Linked DNA regions of Mus musculus: regions 2, 3, 4, 5 and 6 are each linked to region 1. Evidence: chromatin contacts called from public ChIA-PET and HiChIP or PLAC-seq data. All regions are on one chromosome and are shown on one strand. The core of a region is the stretch at or near the end of the contact, and the rest is flanking DNA. Distances in the headings are between cores, read along the strand shown. Region 1 holds the start of Mtfr2 (mitochondrial fission regulator 2). Region 2 overlaps Gm33510 (a long non-coding RNA gene). Region 3 overlaps Gm33510 (a long non-coding RNA gene). Region 4 has its middle 69 kb from the start of Gm33510. Region 5 holds the start of Map3k5 (mitogen-activated protein kinase kinase kinase 5). Region 6 has its middle 100 kb from the start of Gm33510.

Region 1 (3,019 bases), core at 250-2,749:
GTCTGAAGACAGCTACAGTGTACTTACATATAAAATAAATAAATCTTAAAAAAAAAAAAAAAAAAAAAAAAAAAGTATGACTGGCTACCCTTTAAAAAAAAAAAAAAAAAGAAAATGCTCTACAGACTAGCCTATAGCCTGACTTTTGGAAGGCAATTTCTCAATCAGGGTTCCCTCTTCTCAGATCATTACAGTTTGTGTCAAGTTGAAATGAAACTAGCCAGTCACGATTCATCATCATTGAGGGAAGTCAGGCAGGAATAGAAGCAGAAACCCTGGCTCAGGCTCAACTAGCTTTCTTATACAGCTCAGAACTCATTATCCCAAGAATGGTATCCTCCACAGGGCTGGGCCCTACCACAACTATGAACAGTAAGGACACTCACTTAGAGACAGGGCCACAAGCCAACGTAATCTAAGCTATTTCTTGAGGTTCCTCTCCCCATAAGACTCTAATACCGAGTTGACAATAAAAACTAATCAGGGCAGAGAACATGTTCAAAATGGCACACTGTCCATCTGTAATCAGCCATTGGTAGGTGGTGGTGGGTGGTAACACCCCTGAGCAGGTGGCCCTAATTTTTATAAGAAAGCTGGTGGAACAAGTCAGTTATCAGCATTCCTCCATCAGCTCCTGCCTCCAGGTTCCTGCTTTGTTTTGAGTTTCTGTCCTAACTTCCTCCCATTGGTAGGGGGGGGGGATCAGGAGCTCAAGGAACGCCTGAACTGCATAGTGCCCTGCCTGGCTCAAAGAACAAAAACGACCCAAGAATAGCAGCAAAATCCAGACTTTTAGCCTAAGCTGCACCATATCCTGTCTCAAAGCAACGACAATAACGAGACCCAAAAATAAAGTTAGCAAAATTAATAAAAGACTTTTACCTGGTCTACGGGAACACCAAAATATTCCAGCACGTTTCTTAATATATTTAGAATGAAAGACATTGGTGAAGGAAGTTCAAGAAAACGCTGTTCGTTGGTACCTTAGAAGAGAAGTTATCAATTATTACTCTTGACAGGTAACTGCTACATAGACCGCACTAAGGAAACCACAGAGACCTTTCATGACACCATCAAGTGATTGCTCCTGGAGAGCTATTATTTTGAAGAGAGACTTAAAAGGAAAGAAAGAGCACTTTACTAAATTCCATTGCTATCTTACCGTGTGTGTGTGTGTGTGTGTGTGTGTGTGTGTGTGTGTGTGTGTAAAGGGATTGACAAGCAAATGTGCGACAGCCAAGATCACCATCCCTGGAGCTCTGCTGCCCCTGGAGAGAACCGCCCAGCCGCTCTCTTCACCCCGCGAGGAACGCCACCCGCCCGCGCTTCCGTCCGTCCGTCCGTCACCGGCCACCGACCGGAAGCCGAGGCCTAACGGAGCCCGTGCCACTCACCATCCCGCGGCATTGCACGGCGCCAGGCGGCCGGGGAAACTCTCCGGACGCGACCTACAGCCGCAGAGTAGCTTCTTCCCGGAATCGCTCGCCGCTTCCGACTCGACCCCAGCCTGGAATATCAAGCTTCGCGGGCCGGAGTTCGGAGTCTATCCCTATTGGACGCCGCCGGAGGACGCCGCCGGTGATTGGAAGGGTAAGAGCCAATAGGCGCATTCGAAAGGCGCATGCGCACCGTGCCCCCAGCATTCGGAATTGTGTCTTCTGCCTTTGCAACTTGTGCTTCACTCAGTCCTTTGCCAGTAAGGTGTCAAGCCTTCCCAACATTCAACAAAGAATCCGCCCACTTGTAATTGTTTAGTCATTCTGCGAAAATATCTAGCCGTTATGCTAAATGCTGGGATTACTCATGTTGAGCCACACTGTCCAGTCTAGTTGTTTACATGTCTTAGTGTGTGCACGCTACACATGCACATGCCAAAGTACCTGTTTCAAAGCCAAAGGACAATTTGTGTAGGATCCACGGATAGAACTTGAGACCTCAGGTTTGGTAGCAGGCTGCTTGAGCCATCTCGCTGACCCTAAGGCTTTTTTACACCTTTACCTTTCAAACTTTTGAAAGCTAATGAAAAGCAAAAAAGCTTTAATTAATCAAAACCAAAACAAAACCAAAAAACCCTTGTTTTGTATTGACAGTAAGAGATTATGGAAAGCAGAGTTATATACACTGGTCATAGCTATACTCACCACAACCCAATTCACAAATTGATATTTAATTGTAGTAATGTATTTAATTACAAAACCTCAGTTAAATAACTAAAGATTTGGCATGTCATGAGGACATGAGCATTAAGTTTTGAAATTCTTACATTTTCTTTTCCTTTCTTAGGAATGTTTTAATAATCTTAACAATTGCTGGGAGTGGTTGGCGCATGCCTTTAATCCCAGCACTCGGAGGCAGAGACAGGCGGATTTCTGAGTTCGAGGCCAGCCTAGTCTACAAAGTGAGTTCCAGGACAGCCAGGGCTATACAGAGAAACCCTGTCTCAAAAAACCAAACAAAACAAAAAACAAAAACAAATTACATATATATAAATATATGTATATATATAACATATATATATGAATATATGTATATTCTTAAAAAATAATAAGGCTGGGCATGGTGGTGCACGCCTTTAATCCCAGTACTTGGGAGGCAGAGGCAGGTGGATTTCTGGGTTCGAGGCCAGCCTGGTTAACAGAGTGAGTTCCAGGACAGCCAGGGCCACACAGAGAAACCCTGTCTCAAAAAAACCAAAAATAAAAAATAAAAAATAATACAGCATTTCTGAAAAGAAACAACCAAGACTGTATAAACTCTCTGGAGAAATGTGTTTTTTGGTTTTTGGTTGTTTTGGTTTGTTATTAATGTTTTGGGACATGATCGGAAATTAAAGAAAGTTGGCTTTGAAATGCTGCCTTTCCCTCATTTAAGGATCAGATCAACACAGTTCCTCCAAGTCTGTCCTAAGTGTGTGTGTGATGTCTTCTGAGAAGCCACCGCGGGTGCCAGCAATAGCATAAACTGTTTTTGGAGTCTCTTAGATTCAAATGACCAACAACTTAAGTTTCTCATATCCAGT
Region 2 (3,019 bases), core at 363-2,862, 490 kb before region 1:
TGGGAGGCAACTAAGAGTAAAGTTTGAACTTAAGAAATATCCACACTGCCTAAATGTCTCTAAAGGCACAATAAAGAAGACATGTTAGTGATATTGATGAGAAAATGTCCCAACTTATTGTGATGTCAGTGTGTGTGAACAGGAAGCTTTAAGCCAAGGAAATAAAGAGGACCCATCAAAAATGGAAAGATGTTCCATGTTTGTGGCTTGATAGAATTAATAATGATAAAATATACACACTACCTAGAATGGTCAGTAGATCTAGTATAATTTACCTCAAACTACTAACAACACTCCCTATATAGCCAAAATGAGTCACGAAACTCAGAGAGATCCAAGAAAGACCTTGAATACCTGGTGTATTCTTGAACAAAAACAATAAAACCGAGACTATTACAATATAATATTGAAACACACTATGGAAGTATAGTAATCAAACAGCATGGCATTGTCACAAAACGGACCCATTGACCAACTTCAGAACAGAATAAATATTTAGACACAAATCCCTGTATGCAGAGCCAACTGATTTTTAACAAAAGCAATAAGAATGCTAGAGAGAGGACAAAGTCTCCCAAAAACAGCACTGTGAGATGTTGGTATGTATATGTGTATCTGTATCTGTGTGTGTGTATGGATATATGTGTGTGTGTGTGTGTGTGTGTGTGTGTGTGTGTGTGTATGTGTGCGTATATATATGTATGTACATATATGTATGTTTATATTGTATATGCATATATATGTGTGTGTGTGTGTATGAATGAAATTAGCCCCCTCCATCTCATGTGATACAAAACCCATCTCAAAATAGATTAAGGAACTATAAGACCCAAGACAAAGGAACTACTGAAGAAAAGAGAAAGGGACACCTTCAGGATGTTGGGCAAAGATTTTTTTAAGGCCCTAAAACATGGAGAATAAAGGTGAAGTAAACAAATGGAGCTCTGTAAAACCACGAAGCCTCTGCACCACTGTGCAGTGGTAACAGAAAGAAAAATGGACACACTGCTTATTTGATAAGAGTTAGTGTCTGGAATATATATGAATCCCAACAACAGCAAGAAGTATGATTTTAAACAAAGGGCAAATACTTTGCACACACAGTTCTTAAAAGAGGAAATACAAGTGGCCAGTGAATACATAAGAAAGAGCTCAGCATCACTAGGAAAGCTCAGGATCATTAGGAAAATACAAATCAAAACCACACTGGAGTTTCACTTCCCCCACTGAGAGTGGCTTCTGTCAAAAGGACAAGACAGTATCGGAGAGGATGCAGAAGGTGGATGACTCACAGGCTGTTGGTGGCAGTGCACGTGGATATAGCCACCATGAAAATCTGTACGGAGTTCCTCAGAAAGTGAAAACGAAAGAACCATATACACAGCAACCACACTACTGAGTTTCTAAAGAAAACGGAATCGTCATGTCAAAGAGATACCTGGACATCTCCTTGTCCTGGAACTCTGTAGACCAGGCTAATCTTGAGCTCAGAGATTTGTCTACCTCTACCTCCCAAGTGCTGGGATTAAAGGTGTGCACCACCATGTCCAACTGGATGGACTTTTAAAAATAGATTGTAAATGTTCACATACGCATTCTGGAACCCACCGCTGAGTACGTAGCAGCCAATACACTATGTGGTCTTCACAGCTTTCTTGTCCCAGTTGTCACTCAGCCCCACTCCCTCCTGATAGAACTTCCCATTTTAAACTGTGTAACTATTTCTGGATGCATTACTATAACTCAGTACGTGTATACAATGTGTATTGACCAGGTCAGGTCAGCGAGCACTTCCATCTCTGCAGACATGGCTCCTGTGTGTTAGGGACCAAACACTTTTCTCCTCTGGTGATTTGGGGATGTGCAGTCTTTTTTTTTTTTTTTTTTTTTTTACTGAGGCTATGTTCAGTCTGCTTTGCTGTAGAACATTCCACTTACTTCCTGTCAGCTGTATTTTGGTTAACACTGTGGACTAAGCATTCCCTCCTACTCTTCCAGTGACATCTGTTTTACTTCCGAGTTATCAGTTCCACCTTTAGTGAGCAGGCAGTGTTTGTCTCCTGTGCCTTACTTACTTCACTTAATGTGGTGCTGTACTGCTCCACTATGTTATAATTTTACCTACTAACATAAATTATTATATTTTATAAAAATATTAATATTATCATGTATGTATATTATGCACATATTTACTTGTATATTTTTATATATTATATCTAATATATTACTTATTGCCTATTATAGAATTTTATCCTTTATGATTTAACATTATTCCATTGAAGACACACAAATAGCACTGATTAAACTCAGTGGGTCACAGAACAAACAAAGAGACAAGAATGTAGAACAAATAGCTGCTAGGGAGGTGTGGGGGTTGACAGGGGACAAGGGGGGAAATTAATCATAATGTTATAGTAATATACAATATAATACATATATAATCTATTATATTCACATATGCTACATATATTACACACATATATAATATACAATATATATATATTTAGGTATAGGCATATAGATATAGGTATAGATATAGACATAGATATAGATAGATATAGTCCAGGAACAAATTCAATGTTATTTTTGAACGAAAATTATAAAAAAATAATTCTAATCACACAAAGGAAATTATTTTAAATTAAAATACAACTACATCATTTATGCCCCTCTCTTTCTTATCTTCAAACACTCCTTTTTGATGCATCTGGAATTCATGGCCTCTTTGTCTTTAACTGTTATGGTTTTACAGACATACACACAGACAAACACACATACACATGCACACTATAGTCATATGCAACACACATATACACATGCACAGATACACACAGACACCCACACAGACATACACCCAATCACACACACACACAGATATATACAGTCACACACAGAGACACACATACAGACATACACACAGTCACACACACACACACACACAGATACACATAGAGGCATACACACAATCACACACACACACAGACATACACACAGTCTCACATACACAGATGTACACACA
Region 3 (3,019 bases), core at 182-2,681, 470 kb before region 1:
TGCATGCAGATAAGGCACCCCCAAAGAACTCACTACAGTTTGCTTTCATTTGTTTAGGAAGAAGATCTGCACCTTTCCATACATCTTCCAACAGAAAAATCTCATCTAGAAACCTGCTTCTCCCCTGAATCAAAACAACTCAATGTGTACACTCCCACATTCAGGTTAAAAATTCCTTGGACTTCTGCCTGGCTATCTCGAATTTTTGTCTCTGTGTACATTTGAAATAAAATAAAAATATTCATGGAAGAAAGAAACTTGCTGCTTTAATAGAATATCTTACTGACAAATGTGTCCTAACTCAAAAATAATATTCACCTTCCATGTCTAAGCTAAATACCTTTCTTACTTGTTTCCATTACAAATTCTTATTTTGAAATAGATCGAAAATATTGCCTGTTGAGGAAGAATTCAACTTTACTCCCTTTGAATCCTTATTTGTATAATTGTATAACGTTGGCTCTTTATTTTGTTTGCTTTCAAGTGGACTTTTGCCAAAAGCAATAAAATCCTAAACTGACCATTATAAATGTATTCATAGTTTCCTCCTGTGAGTAAAGATAGAGGGGTACTCAGTGCTGCCCTGTGCATCTCTGTTCACCAGGTCTGCAACACCAACAGCATCCACATATTTGAAACCCTGGAGGACATTGGTTTGGTTTTTATTCAAAAATTAACTCTCATGAAACTTTATTTCGCTTCATCTTCATCTTCCTACTTGGATGCTCTTACCCACAGACACACTGGCTTCTTTCATTCGTCAGTGGGAGAATTACACTCTGGCTACAGAGGCGACATCGTGAGTACTTCCTAAGTCATAAGTAGAAAGAAGTGGATTCATTTTAAATTTATTATTCAATAAAATATTATCCCCCATTTGGGACAGATACAGAATTTGTGGCTCATTTGAAATACCAGCCTGTAACCTCATTTTTCTCCAGAGAACAGTACATCCTTCTGAGCTTGACCCTATAAAGCATTTTATTTATTTGCTTTTTAATTCCAGGGTTGATCTTGGTCTTCACACACCCTGGCTGGTTCAGGGTGAGCTGTGGCAGCTTGCCTCCATAGTCTTTGGGGGAGGATGACAAGAAGTGCTTCTCACTTTGAAAAAGATCTTTACAGTCCACAGCAGCCAGCTTAGATTTTGAAAAGTTTTGCCTGGATCTGTGACAGCTGGTGGGTTTGCTCTAGTCGCTCATTCACTCACCTGAGGGGATGGCCCTGCTTTCGTTTCTTCTCAGGGATTGACAGGATCTAATTCCATATACACATTTTCACCATAAATCTTATAATGCTTAAGAATAGAAACAGTGTTCTTAGTGACGTCTTTCTAAGGAGTAGGAAGAATAAGAGCAACGTTAACCTCCTCCAGGTCTATAATAAGGATCCTGAGCACAATATGCTGATGATGTCATTTACACAGGAATAGAAAGGCAGAAACCACAGAGCTGATGGCGTAAGCATGAAGGTTTGTTGAAAGTAGGATATGACTTAGGACTATAAATGGCTCAACTTTATAACTTCAAAGAAAAATTCTCTTACCATGAATCTATTGAAAATCCAAGACACATGTGTTAGATACAATGCATGGGAGAGGAGGCATGTGCTTGCTTTAGTATTTTGTATTATGTATTAAATCTGCTCCCTAACACCGATGCTTAACAAATGTAAAATTGGTAAAGAATAAACAATAAACACTACAGAACTTTTCCAAACCCTTCAGGTAGTCTCATGAACAGTGCAGATAACCTCCTCACACTCCTCATTAATGCCACGGAATATTCTAGACTTCGCCACGTGAGCTCCACCTTACAAGAGAGTATGTGTCTTTCCTTGTCACCATATGCTAATATTTAGGGAACACCCAGTATTGCTCCATGGCTTCAGGAATGAAGCACACCCATGCTCCCGTCTACTTGCCAACACAGTGACTTGATCATCTCTCTTAGTTTGTCTTTCAGCCCCCTAACCTTACCCAATTATTTTTTAAAAAGCTCTGATTTTCCATATGTGGTTAGCCACCACAGTTACAATCTTCTAAAGAAATCTAACATTTTCTTTATTCCTCCCAACAAATTCTCTTCCTGCCTGACTCATTCTCTTCACTTTAATCATTAATTTGTTGTTTCTATTGTTTCAGGTCTTTAACAGACATCTAGTCTTCTACTCTGGCAAATCTCAAACTAGGGCATGAATCAGAATCACTTGTGAAAACATAGGTTGTGAGCCCGACCCTCCAAATCTCCCAGTGAGACTGTCTGAAGCAGAGCCTGCGAATTTATATTTTTGACAAGTTCCAGGAAATTATAACGCTGATAGATGAGAAACCACCCTTTTCAGACCAGTGACCTTATTATCTACAATGCTTATTCCATGAGACAAACACATACTGAAGAATAAGGACTTTGGAACTAGAGACCTGTCTTAGTAAGCTCCCTGTTGCTGTGAAAAAAGACCATGACAAAATCAACTTGAAAGAAAAGTATGCTTTGGCTCACACACTAGCACCATCATGGTGGGGAAATCCTAGAGGCAGGAGAGATTGAAGAGGCAGCTGGTCACATTACAACTCTCAGTCAGAAAGCAGAGGGAGATGAGTTCACACTGTCTCTTTTTCTACTTACACAGTTCATGATCCCACATAGGGAATTGTGCCGCCCACAGTGGACAGATCTTTCCACTATATGCACAATCAAGTCACTAACGCATAAGCATGCCCAGAAGCCAGTGTTCTAGAGGATTCTAGACTGTCAAGTTGACAATTAATACCAACTTTCATAAGACCTAGTCTCAAAGTTTATGTTATATCTTTTTAATTAATTTTTAAATTTTTGAGTAAATTGTTGAGTTAAAAGTAGTATCTTGCTGTTTTGATTGATGTATAACTTTTAGCCTAGCAATAGCAGCATGACAGAATTTTTAAAATATTTATGAGTTTTTTCATTCATGTAAATTGACTGTCAGTCTCATTTTAATTGCTTTGTTCTCAGTAATTTATGAGAATTTTATATATTCT
Region 4 (3,019 bases), core at 224-2,723, 420 kb before region 1:
TTGGTTGCTCTTCCAGAGGACCCAGGTTCATTTCCCAGCACCCACATGAGGGCTCACAACTCTCCAGGGGATCCAGGGGATCCAGCACTCTCTTACAGACACACATATAGGCAAAATACCAATGCACATAAGACAGAAATAAACTGCTTTAAAAAGCAATAGTAAAATTATTTATATGGTACAAATATCAGATTATAACTAAAAACTGTATTGAAACTTTTCCCAAAGTTAAAAAATTATTCAAATTTAATTAATATTTCTTTTTCTCTATCTGAATCACACTCTTCCTTTGACAAACCATAACTTAAAATTGGAACATTATCTAAATTATTATGTTATCGTGCTTAGTAACAAACCAAAGATGGTTAGTTAAATGCCTATACACATATAAAAGCAAAGAAATGCTCAAATAAGTTAGTGCTTATTTCTGTACTTGGTCACATGATTTCTGCTAATATTTGTAACTTCCTTCTTCCTTTGACCTCTCATTCCCTTTGGTTTCAAGCAAGCACTTTGGCTGCTTAAAGTTCTTTGTCTAATGCAATAGTTACCAACCTGTGAGCTTCGACCCTTGGTGTCAGGTGACATTTTCCTAGTGGTCACCTAAGACCATCAGAAAACACAGATATTTACATAATGATTCATAACAGTAGCAAGATCACAGTTATGAAGCAGCAATGAAAATCATTTTGTGGTTGGGGGGGTCACCACAACATGAGGAACTGTATTGAAGGCTCACAGCCTTCAATTAATTAATTAGGAAGGTTGAGAACCACTGATCCATTGGAATAAATTAAACTTTAACAAGGAGGAAGAGGAGGAGGAAGAGGAAGGGGAGGGGGGAAGAGGAGGAGGGAGAGGAGGAGAAAGAGGAGGAGGGTGAAGGGGAGGAGGAGACAGAGGAAAAGGGTAGGAGGAGGGGAAGGGGGGGGGAGGAAATCACCTCTGAATAGTGCTGAGGAACTAGCTAACACCAGTCCCCACCAGTTGGGCAGCTTATGTCTAGTAAATTCCTTCTTGGTTGGTTTTCTGTGTGACACCAGGAAGCAGGCTAGAATTCATTCTCATGTGTTATTTCCCTAGGCTATAATCCGTGTTCACTGGTCTCCAAGGGGCTGTGCGTGCTGTCAACACTCAGAACCTCTAATAGTGCTCATAATGTGTGCTTAATGTCTGCCATTCTTATTCAACCAGTGAATTAAGTCACTCCTGAGGCAACAAATAGAAATGGTGGTGCTTTATGCTAACAGCAACAGAGAAAAATAAAACAGAAACATTTCTTAAGATCAAAGCAAACACAATAGAAAATTTAAAAATGAAAATAAAATGTATAACAAAGTGTTATGAAAGCCACAAAACAGCCACCAGTCCATCTTTTTATGACCGCAGGGCTGCGCTGATGTTCAGGCCAGCCAGCCACACAGAGAAGCTGGCATGATTAGATTCTGTTCATTCAGAAAACTCCCTCAGTGATATAGACCACAAGTTTACTAATCATTTAGAGCAAACTAATTTAAATTTAAATTATGGTGTTATCGCTCTAGTGAGTCACAATTTTATGACTTCATAGCACACACGTTCTCACTTCTCGTTTTGTTCCTCCTTCTTAAATTGAGGTTTTAAAAATTCTCCATTTGTGTGTTTGTCTAGAATATTTGTATACCTGTAGCTAGTCCTGATAGCACCTAGCAGATACTTTTTCACTGATGCCTCCTGGCCAGATACTACTTTAAATCACGTAGTTATTTGCCTGTGAAAACTATTTGACATTTCTGTTTTGAATTTACTAAGTTGAGAATTTTCATTAGGAAATTGGCTGGGCCATCCATCTCCCAAAGAGCCCCAGGTGTTTTCTTGTTTTTTTTTTGTGTGTGTGTGTGTGTTGTTGTTGTTTGTTTGGTGTTTGGTTGTTTGTCTGTTTTTATCCTTCCTGGGGACTTCTTTTGTTTTCTTTTGAAAGCCACTCCTACAACATGACCTGCCTCGGAGGTAGAGCCTTTGTTATAGCCCCGCTGAGCTGGAAATCTGCACACGTTTCTCTTTCATTTGCTCATTAATCTAACAAATAATCATTAATTGCCTGCCTCTGTAGATCCCTGGCATACAGTTGTGAGAAGATGGATGTAGCCCCTCCCTAATAAAATTTAAAGTGTCTTGTTACGTGGATGATTATCTGAATAATGATCTAATTGAGAATGGTGAATGCCATGAAGAAAAAAAATCAAGAGAAGGCAGGAGACAGCCCAGTTGTTACATTCTTTGCCATGCAGGCATAGGGCATGGGTTACTAATCATTTAGAGCAAACTAATTTAAATTTAAATTATGGTGTTATCTCTCAGATAACAGAGAGTCATTTGCTTGTAATCCTAGCACTGGGAAGGCAGAGACAGGAGAATACCTAGGGCTGCTGACTGGCCAGCTTTGTCTAGCTGGTGTGCTCCAGGGCCAGACCCTGCCTCTGAAGCAACATGTATGGCTTCTGAAGAATAAAACTTAAGGTTGACCTTGGAACTTGACATGTGCATACACATATGTACCTGTGTAAACACACACAAGAAAAGAAAAAGAAGATGTGGTAATATATACAAATCAATCCTGTTGAGAGAGAGCAATGTGACTTATTAATCAGGGTTATTCTCCTCTCTAGGGTCAGCTTGAGTGTTGTTGGGCACTGTGGCTGAGCACTGTCATGGTTTACTCATGCTAAGTCTAGCCTATCGCGTCATTATCAAGTAGACAAACCCTATGTGGGTATAATACGTTGCCTGATATGTCTAAATTCCAGTTATAGTGTGTGGACTATATAAGTCCTTAAAATTTCAAAACTATTGCATTTATTTATTAACTATGGCATGGTACATATGCCTCGAACACGTGGAAGCTCAAGGGCAGGTTGGAGAAGTTGATTCTCCTTCTACTGCATAGATCCAGGGTATTGAGTTTGGGTCATTGAGCTTGGCAGCCAGTACCCTAATCCACTGCACCATCTCTCTAGCCCCCAAATTTGCAATTTAACTT
Region 5 (3,019 bases), core at 337-2,836, 410 kb after region 1:
CACAAATGGGAGAAGCTCACTGTGTTTGAAGACAAAAACCAGGCTTCCCACCACCACGATTATAAAAATTAGCATGTCTATTTACTTGATCCCATTGGATTTCAGTAGCACACAACCATTCCTAACATTTGCTGACAGACGGCTGGCTAATTGCTTTAGTCATCAGAACTCTCTTAACAGTTTTTGAAATCTGAAATGGACTAAAAGGGAGACATTCCGGTGGATTACATTAACAATCACTTTAATAGTCAACCGAATCTGTCATTAAAATTGCATGGGAACTCTTTAAACCATGCCAAATTATAAACTCTTCCACTCACCACAGTATCTGAGGTAATTTTTTAAAAAAACAAACAAACAAACAAAAAACAAAACAAAAAAAACTGGTTCTTTGGGCAAGATTCTAACAAAGATCACACACATTTGGTGTGTTTCACGGTGCTTTTACTCCAACATATAGTTATTTGACCGTTCAAAGTAGTAAGAGAATGGGAAATTGAAGCCACCAAAACTCGAAGGTGAAATGAGTTGGGGAAGGTCAGGCCGCGCTTTGAAAACTCAAACGAAACTCTGCACACAGCTGGCTGCTTAGCATAAGGGCATTTCTGTACTCCCAAGACTGCACAGAGAACAGAACATCACTTCAGTGGGCCACAGGTGTGTGTTTGCAAAAGCAAAACCTACCCACCTCCTAACTGAAGAGAAGTGATTGAAGCAATTATTCGCAATGGTGGGAGGAAGTGTTTTTCCGAGCCTTGTACTTGGACCCAGGGTCTTCGCTGCCGGATAATGAATAAATCAGCGGAGGATCTCCCGCACAAATACAGTCACTTGCACCAGCACACCCTCAACTAGGAGCGGCCGGCCTGAATAGTCCTGCAACCACTCTTGCCGCTCTCAAGGTGAGGCGTGATGTAAATAGGAAGCTTGCTTCCCGCCCACGAAAAACAAAACAAAACAAAAATCCCCCCCCCCCCCCAACCAAGACAGCCAGGAGAAACCGGCTGGGCAAAGCAACGAGCCGAGCTGCCACTCACCTGCGTTGTAAAAACGGTCCAGCACGGCGGTTTCCCCGAAGTCCAGCTTCCCGAAATGCAGGGTCTCCAGGGTGGCGCCCACCGCCTCGCACGCCTCCCGCAGGCTCTGCAGGGCCTCGCTCTCCGCCACCACCAGCTGCCCCTGGCTCGCCTCATTGATCACATAAGCCACGGTGGTACGCCGGCCGCCCCCGCTGCCAGAGTTGCCCCGGCCTCGGGTGGCGCTGCTCCCGGGGGCGGTGGTAGGGCAGCTGGTGCCGGGAGCCGCCGCGCTCTCCACGTTCCAGAAACTGCCCGGCGGTGGCGGCGGCGGCGGCACAAGCAAGGGCTGCAGGCTCGGCTCTCCCTCCGCCGCCGTCGCCGCTCCTCCTCCCCTCCGGCAGCTGCCGCCCTCCGGGATGGTGCAAAAGCCCACGGACGCAAAGGGCGGCACGGAGAAAGTGATGCCCTCGCCGGCTTCGGTGCCCATCTCTGCCTGCCGGGCTGCCACGGCGGCGACCCCGGAGTCCCCAGCCCAGACGCACCGTCTGGCTAGCCACAGCTCCGGGCTGCTCCGCGCGCGCCGGGCTAGGCAGCTGCCATCGCGCGCCGCGCCTTCACCGCCCCGCCGCCGCCTCCGCTCGGGCGCCCTGTCCCCCGGGGCCACGCCGCTGCCCGGCGGCGGCTCGCCCCTCCTCGGCGCCTCCGTGGCCACGCCGCTCGCCCGCTGCAGGGTGGAGAGTCCACGGGGTGGGGACGCCGGCCGCGGCGAGCGGGAAGGGACAGAGCTTCCTCCTCTTGGCGGGCGGACGAGTCGGCGGCCAACCTGCGCAGCCCGGCTCAAGGGCGCCGCGCTCGGGGAGCCGCGAGCTGTCGCCTGCCGAGCGCGGGCCGGGCGAGGGCGCCCTCTGGGTGCCGGCGCTACCTGGAGAACACCTTACGCGCGGTGGGCGGGCTACCCCGAGCCGCGTCCCGGAACCTCCGTGGCCGCTCCCGAAAGGATCCGCCTCTCTGCTCCGCAACAGCTCCCTTGCACCGACTCCGTCTCCTCCACCACCACCTCCTCCTTCCTTCCTTCCCTTCCTCTTTCACCGGTTCGCCGCGCCCTCCGAGTCCCAGCGACCGTCTCGCAGCCGCCCGTCCTCTCGGCTACCCGCCTGTGGCCGCCCACTCGTTGCAGCACAGAGAGCCAGGGCCCGCCCCTGAGGAGGGCGCTGCTGGGAAGCTGCAGCCTGGACCGAACCCACTGCTCCGGGACCTCAGAGAACTGGGAAAGAGGGCTGAAACCCTGTGCGCGCCTCGCTGCGGGACGGCGCAAAAGAAGAGTCTCTAACCCGCACTGTCCCGGTCAGCCCGCCAGGCGTTTGCAGCGCTGGGCGCAGCCACCGCGCCTCGCTCGTTCTGGTCCGCTCGTGGGCAGCGCGTGGCGCTGGATGCACCGTGGCAACACGCGTGCCGAGAGGCGGGAGGATCCAACAAGCGCCCTACAGCCCAGGCCTCAAATGGAAAGTGGTTTATAAGTGACAGGGGCGCTAAATTTAGAAGTGGTCGGCTAAATTTATCGTGGCAGCCGCTGGTACTTTTCATTGTAAAATTTCCAGTTGCTTACGCTGTTATCGTTAATGAGTAATTGATTGGCTCCATTGCCGAATGACTTAATACTCTCATATATCATCTTAAAGTCACCCCTTCCTCAAAATGCCAGATACCTAAGATAGAAAATGCATGGGAAAATTATCATTCAGAGTTGAAAGAGAGAAGTTAACTTATTTCATTTTTTAAAACTGAACCATACACAAATGAAAAGGCTTGATTGCTTTAGTGTGATCAAAAAGCTCCCGCTTATTTTGGGAAGCAAAACCAGATGTGTAAATTCCCAGAGAACTCTCCCAGAATGCTGTAGGTCATGTCAGGAAAGCCAAGGCAAGCTGCAATACGTAAAGGATTTGGATTTCCTAACTTGAGGTTAGTAAGCCAAAATGTAAGAGGCAAAATGTAAATTG
Region 6 (3,019 bases), core at 353-2,852, 390 kb before region 1:
GAACAGACACCTTGACCAAGGCAAGTCTTATAAAAGACAGCATTTAATTGGGGCTGGCTTACAGGTTCAGAGGTTCAGTCCAGTATCATCAAGGCAGGAACATGGAAGCATCCAGGCAGGCATGGTACAGGAGGAGCTGAATTTTACATCTTCATCTGAAGGCTGCTAGTGGAAGACTGACTTCCAGGCAGCTAGGGTAAGGGTCTTAAGCCCAGGCCCACAGTGACACACCTACTCCAACAAGGCCACACCTCCTAATAGTGCCACTCCCTAGGCAAGCATATACAAACCATCACAATGGCCATGGCGGTTTTCTCTCTCTTCCTTCCTGCATGAGACAAGAGCCACCGCCAGAGACTGATGTCCAAGCTTTGTGTCCATCCATGCTTGGGTTTGGGGTGATGTGTGAGAGCTTCACAGCCTCTTACCCCCCAGCCTCCAGTTCCCTCTTCTTACATTGGCCAGGGCAATCCGTCATAGGTACAAGGAGCTTAGACTGAACACTTAGTTCAAGACCTGCAAAAAGCAAGAGTGCAAATCCTACTTGTTGATTTGTCCTCCAAAGACCTCAAGGCCATTTCTTATGAATGAGAAAGAGCCAGTGGGCACCACAGATTGGAAATATTCGTGAACTGGCTAGCTTGCCTTACACACTATTTTAGCATTAGTGCTAGCCACACAAGGTTTGGAAGATACACCCCACTGTTTCCATGTCTCCATATTTCAAGGAAGTAAATCTATTAAGAGTAAGAGAGAAAAACAGAGAGGGGATGAGAGAGGGAGAGAGAAGAGAGAGAGAATTTTAAGTTTTGAAAAGAAGCTTAATGTTGATGACTTGAGAAAAGAACACTGTCTGAGTAACGTTTTAAAAAAATAATAATAACAGCCATTTTCCAAAGAGCTGCACAGGTACTTTATGTAAACTGAATCCAAGAGGGGAGAACAACTTGAAAACATGCTTTACTGTTTTTTTTTTTAAAAACAATTTTAAAAATGCTTTTAAATTGAATTCAAACACAGAAGCTAGGTTGTTTGGTGTGCCTGTCACTGTGGGACTGACTGGGTTTGACACTGTGGTTGGTTGATGCCTCTGACCTTTCCCTAGCGACCTGCTCATTTGAGGCTGTCCTGCACTTAGGGGAGGGAAGCCTCCTAGGGCCCAGCAGGCTGCCCTGCTGAGGAGCACCAATGGCCAACTCCTGCGCACTGAAGGAGGAGACAGGTGCTTTGTGTTGAGAAATACGGCTAGATCACGATCACGTGTCAGGAGAGGAACAAAAGGCATTTTTGGGAATCACCTCTTCTCCAGGCTTGGGAGGAAACATGGATGGTTCTTAAGTAAAGCCCATGCTCCTGCTCGGAAGAACCCTCTGAGTCTCCAATTACTTAAGTTCCTTAGAGCCGCAACGAAAACACTCAATTAATTCCAGTGACCAGATAAACCTGCTTGCTTTGTGGTGGCACTTAAGTCTCATTAGAAAAAAACTGACAGGAAGGCCTCACTGCCTTTAGTCACTTCCTAATTACACTAATTTTGTTTGAGTGACATGTTGGGCTTTGGGGGAGGGGAAAATGAGGGAAAGAAGGCTACAATACGAGCCCTTATTCTCAGTCCCAGACAGCACAGGAAATCCTCAATTCAGCTGTATCACTGCCCTCAGCACTCAACAAACCACAAGCATTATATTTAATATTCTTAGACTCATAATAATGGTTTTATGTGACATGGCAAAGTTAAGTCGTTCCTTCTATACTCTCCTTTTTTTTCCCCCTGTGATTGCAGAATCCATGCTTCTTGAAAGAAAATGAAGTTAAGAACAGATCGTTGAATGTTTAAACTCTCTCCCTGTCTCTCCCTAGATTTGTGAATGCTCGTATCCCTCGGTGTGTATGCATGCACGGTGCCATCCACTTTTTTTGAGACTCCATCTCTCAATGGCCTGAACCTCACCAAGTAACTTACTTAGGGACAGAGAGCACCAGGGACCCACCTAACTTCACCCCACTCCCCACCCCCACCCCTCCTTCTCAAGCACTAGGATTAAAGGCAAGTGGGCCAATACACTGGGTGGGGGGGGGGCGCTGGTGTTTCTTTTTCTTTTTTTAAAAACTTGATTCTAGGGATCAAACTCAGGTCCCTGTGCTTAGAAAACAAGCCACCTTATCTGCTGAGCCATCTTCCTAGTCCTCTCTTAAATAGTGCTCCTGCAATGATTCCCACTGGTAGGGAAAATATAGTGCAATGTCGCTGGGAATTACGCATTTCATAAGAGGTGACGACTTCTGCTTGACAGGACTGAGAGGATCCCAAACCAAGGAAGAAACAGCAATTTAGACAGTGGAGAAAGTCTGCCCACAGGCACCGCTCTGCCCTGTACTCTCTTTTCTGGTGCTAGGTCTGATTTAGAACAATGTCTTCCTTGTGGGCACCCTTAAAGGTCGACAGGACCCCGACAATTAGAAACTTGGCACATTGCCTTCTGAACTGGTGGCCCTCTAAAGGTCTGGAACTAATTTTCTTTCTACTTTGTTTGGTCCCCAGGCACAGACTAAGAACTGTTTCTTTTGGGAGGCCTTTCCTACCCCCATTATCTGAGTGACCGGTGACCTAGAACCCAGAGGGTAACAGTTGTAGACTGTGTGCTCACTTTGTGATAAGCTTTTGAGAAGAGCCACCTCACCAGCAGGAACTGCGCAGCCTGCTGGGAAGGAAAGGAGCAAGGCATCTCACTCCTCCGTTCTCTGTGCTGGCCTTGGGAACAGAGCAGAGAAAGAACCAAGGTAGAAATACCCCCAGAAGCTGTGTGGGTTTAGCTGACTGCCTCTCTCCTGCAATAAGAAATAACTTGGAAGCCTAAAGTCTCTGACAGCATCCTCCTCCCTTGACAGACCATCAAAACATGCTTAAGAGTGTGCACTCATCCTTCATGTTTACATGTCTATACTAATCTAGAGCAGGACTGAGCAAGTAGCCAAGAGGACACCATTCTTCCAAACTCAGTGGTCCTGATTATCCCTC

The links. ChIA-PET counts read pairs in DNA pulled down with a chosen protein or histone mark. HiChIP or PLAC-seq counts read pairs in DNA pulled down with a chosen protein or histone mark.
Region 2: a contact with region 1 is called in an H3K4me3 HiChIP or PLAC-seq map of bone marrow-derived macrophages, with 7 times the contacts expected there. The contact joins the enhancer-like site here to the promoter of Mtfr2 in region 1. A contact is called at or near these places in 7 of 39 promoter capture datasets (the C10 cell line, cranial neural crest, hippocampal neurons and 2 more), 1 of 484 Hi-C or Micro-C datasets (bone marrow-derived macrophages), 4 of 115 datasets of contacts at active chromatin or transcription factors (bone marrow-derived macrophages, effector CD8 T cells, large pre-B cells and 1 more) and 3 of 9 other capture datasets (adipose tissue, liver and macrophages).
Region 3: a contact with region 1 is called in an H3K4me3 HiChIP or PLAC-seq map of bone marrow-derived macrophages, with 4 times the contacts expected there. The contact joins the enhancer-like site here to the promoter of Mtfr2 in region 1. A contact is called at or near these places in 4 of 39 promoter capture datasets (the C10 cell line, cranial neural crest, hippocampal neurons and 1 more), 2 of 115 datasets of contacts at active chromatin or transcription factors (both in bone marrow-derived macrophages) and 2 of 9 other capture datasets (liver and pancreatic islet).
Region 4: an H3K4me3 HiChIP or PLAC-seq map of bone marrow-derived macrophages shows a contact between it and region 1, with 3 times the contacts expected there. The contact joins the enhancer-like site here to the promoter of Mtfr2 in region 1. A contact is called at or near these places in 2 of 39 promoter capture datasets (the C10 cell line and liver), 1 of 484 Hi-C or Micro-C datasets (bone marrow-derived macrophages), 2 of 115 datasets of contacts at active chromatin or transcription factors (bone marrow-derived macrophages and large pre-B cells) and 2 of 9 other capture datasets (adipose tissue and macrophages).
Region 5: an RNA polymerase II ChIA-PET map of memory CD8 T cells shows a contact between it and region 1, with 13 read pairs. The contact joins the promoter of Map3k5 here to the promoter of Mtfr2 in region 1. A contact is called at or near these places in 2 of 484 Hi-C or Micro-C datasets (the N1E-115 cell line and embryonic stem cells) and 2 of 115 datasets of contacts at active chromatin or transcription factors (memory CD8 T cells and pancreatic cancer cells).
Region 6: an H3K4me3 HiChIP or PLAC-seq map of bone marrow-derived macrophages shows a contact between it and region 1, with 4 times the contacts expected there. The contact joins the enhancer-like site here to the promoter of Mtfr2 in region 1. A contact is called at or near these places in 13 of 39 promoter capture datasets (the C10 cell line, the HPC-7 cell line, cranial neural crest and 8 more), 3 of 115 datasets of contacts at active chromatin or transcription factors (astrocytes and bone marrow-derived macrophages) and 3 of 9 other capture datasets (adipose tissue, liver and pancreatic islet).

What each region holds. Positions count from the first base shown.
Region 1 is chr10:20,346,299-20,349,317 of GRCm38.p6, reverse strand. Mtfr2 (mitochondrial fission regulator 2) reads right to left here and starts at 1,499. Exons shown (of 7, transcript NM_027930.3): 1 at 1,395-1,499; 2 at 883-983. The coding sequence starts at 1,407.
Region 2 is chr10:20,833,629-20,836,647 of GRCm38.p6, reverse strand. All of the region lies in intron 1 of Gm33510 (a long non-coding RNA gene), which reads left to right. Among named protein-coding and RNA genes, the nearest start is that of Gm33510, 3.7 kb to the left of the region's middle. Within about 2 kb of position 1,612, at least 60 of the 459 cell types and tissues checked have an H3K27ac peak or open chromatin away from gene starts, as enhancers often do. A contact at or near this core is called in adipose tissue, bone marrow-derived macrophages, macrophages and 2 more, where this site is marked.
Region 3 is chr10:20,817,138-20,820,156 of GRCm38.p6, reverse strand. It overlaps Gm33510 (a long non-coding RNA gene), which reads left to right. Exons shown (of 3, transcript XR_380150.1): 3 at 58-236. Among named protein-coding and RNA genes, the nearest start is that of Gm33510, 20 kb to the left of the region's middle. Within about 2 kb of position 1,431, at least 17 of the 459 cell types and tissues checked have an H3K27ac peak or open chromatin away from gene starts, as enhancers often do. A contact at or near this core is called in bone marrow-derived macrophages, where this site is marked.
Region 4 is chr10:20,768,190-20,771,208 of GRCm38.p6, reverse strand. No RefSeq gene overlaps it. Among named protein-coding and RNA genes, the nearest start is that of Gm33510, 69 kb to the left of the region's middle. Within about 2 kb of position 1,473, at least 16 of the 459 cell types and tissues checked have an H3K27ac peak or open chromatin away from gene starts, as enhancers often do. A contact at or near this core is called in bone marrow-derived macrophages and macrophages, where this site is marked.
Region 5 is chr10:19,933,093-19,936,111 of GRCm38.p6, reverse strand. It overlaps Map3k5 (mitogen-activated protein kinase kinase kinase 5), which reads right to left and starts at 1,586. Exons shown (of 30, transcript NM_008580.4): 1 at 1,038-1,586. The coding sequence starts at 1,506.
Region 6 is chr10:20,735,889-20,738,907 of GRCm38.p6, reverse strand. No RefSeq gene overlaps it. Among named protein-coding and RNA genes, the nearest start is that of Gm33510, 100 kb to the left of the region's middle. Within about 2 kb of position 1,602, at least 38 of the 459 cell types and tissues checked have an H3K27ac peak or open chromatin away from gene starts, as enhancers often do. A contact at or near this core is called in the HPC-7 cell line, bone marrow-derived macrophages and second pharyngeal arch cranial neural crest, where this site is marked.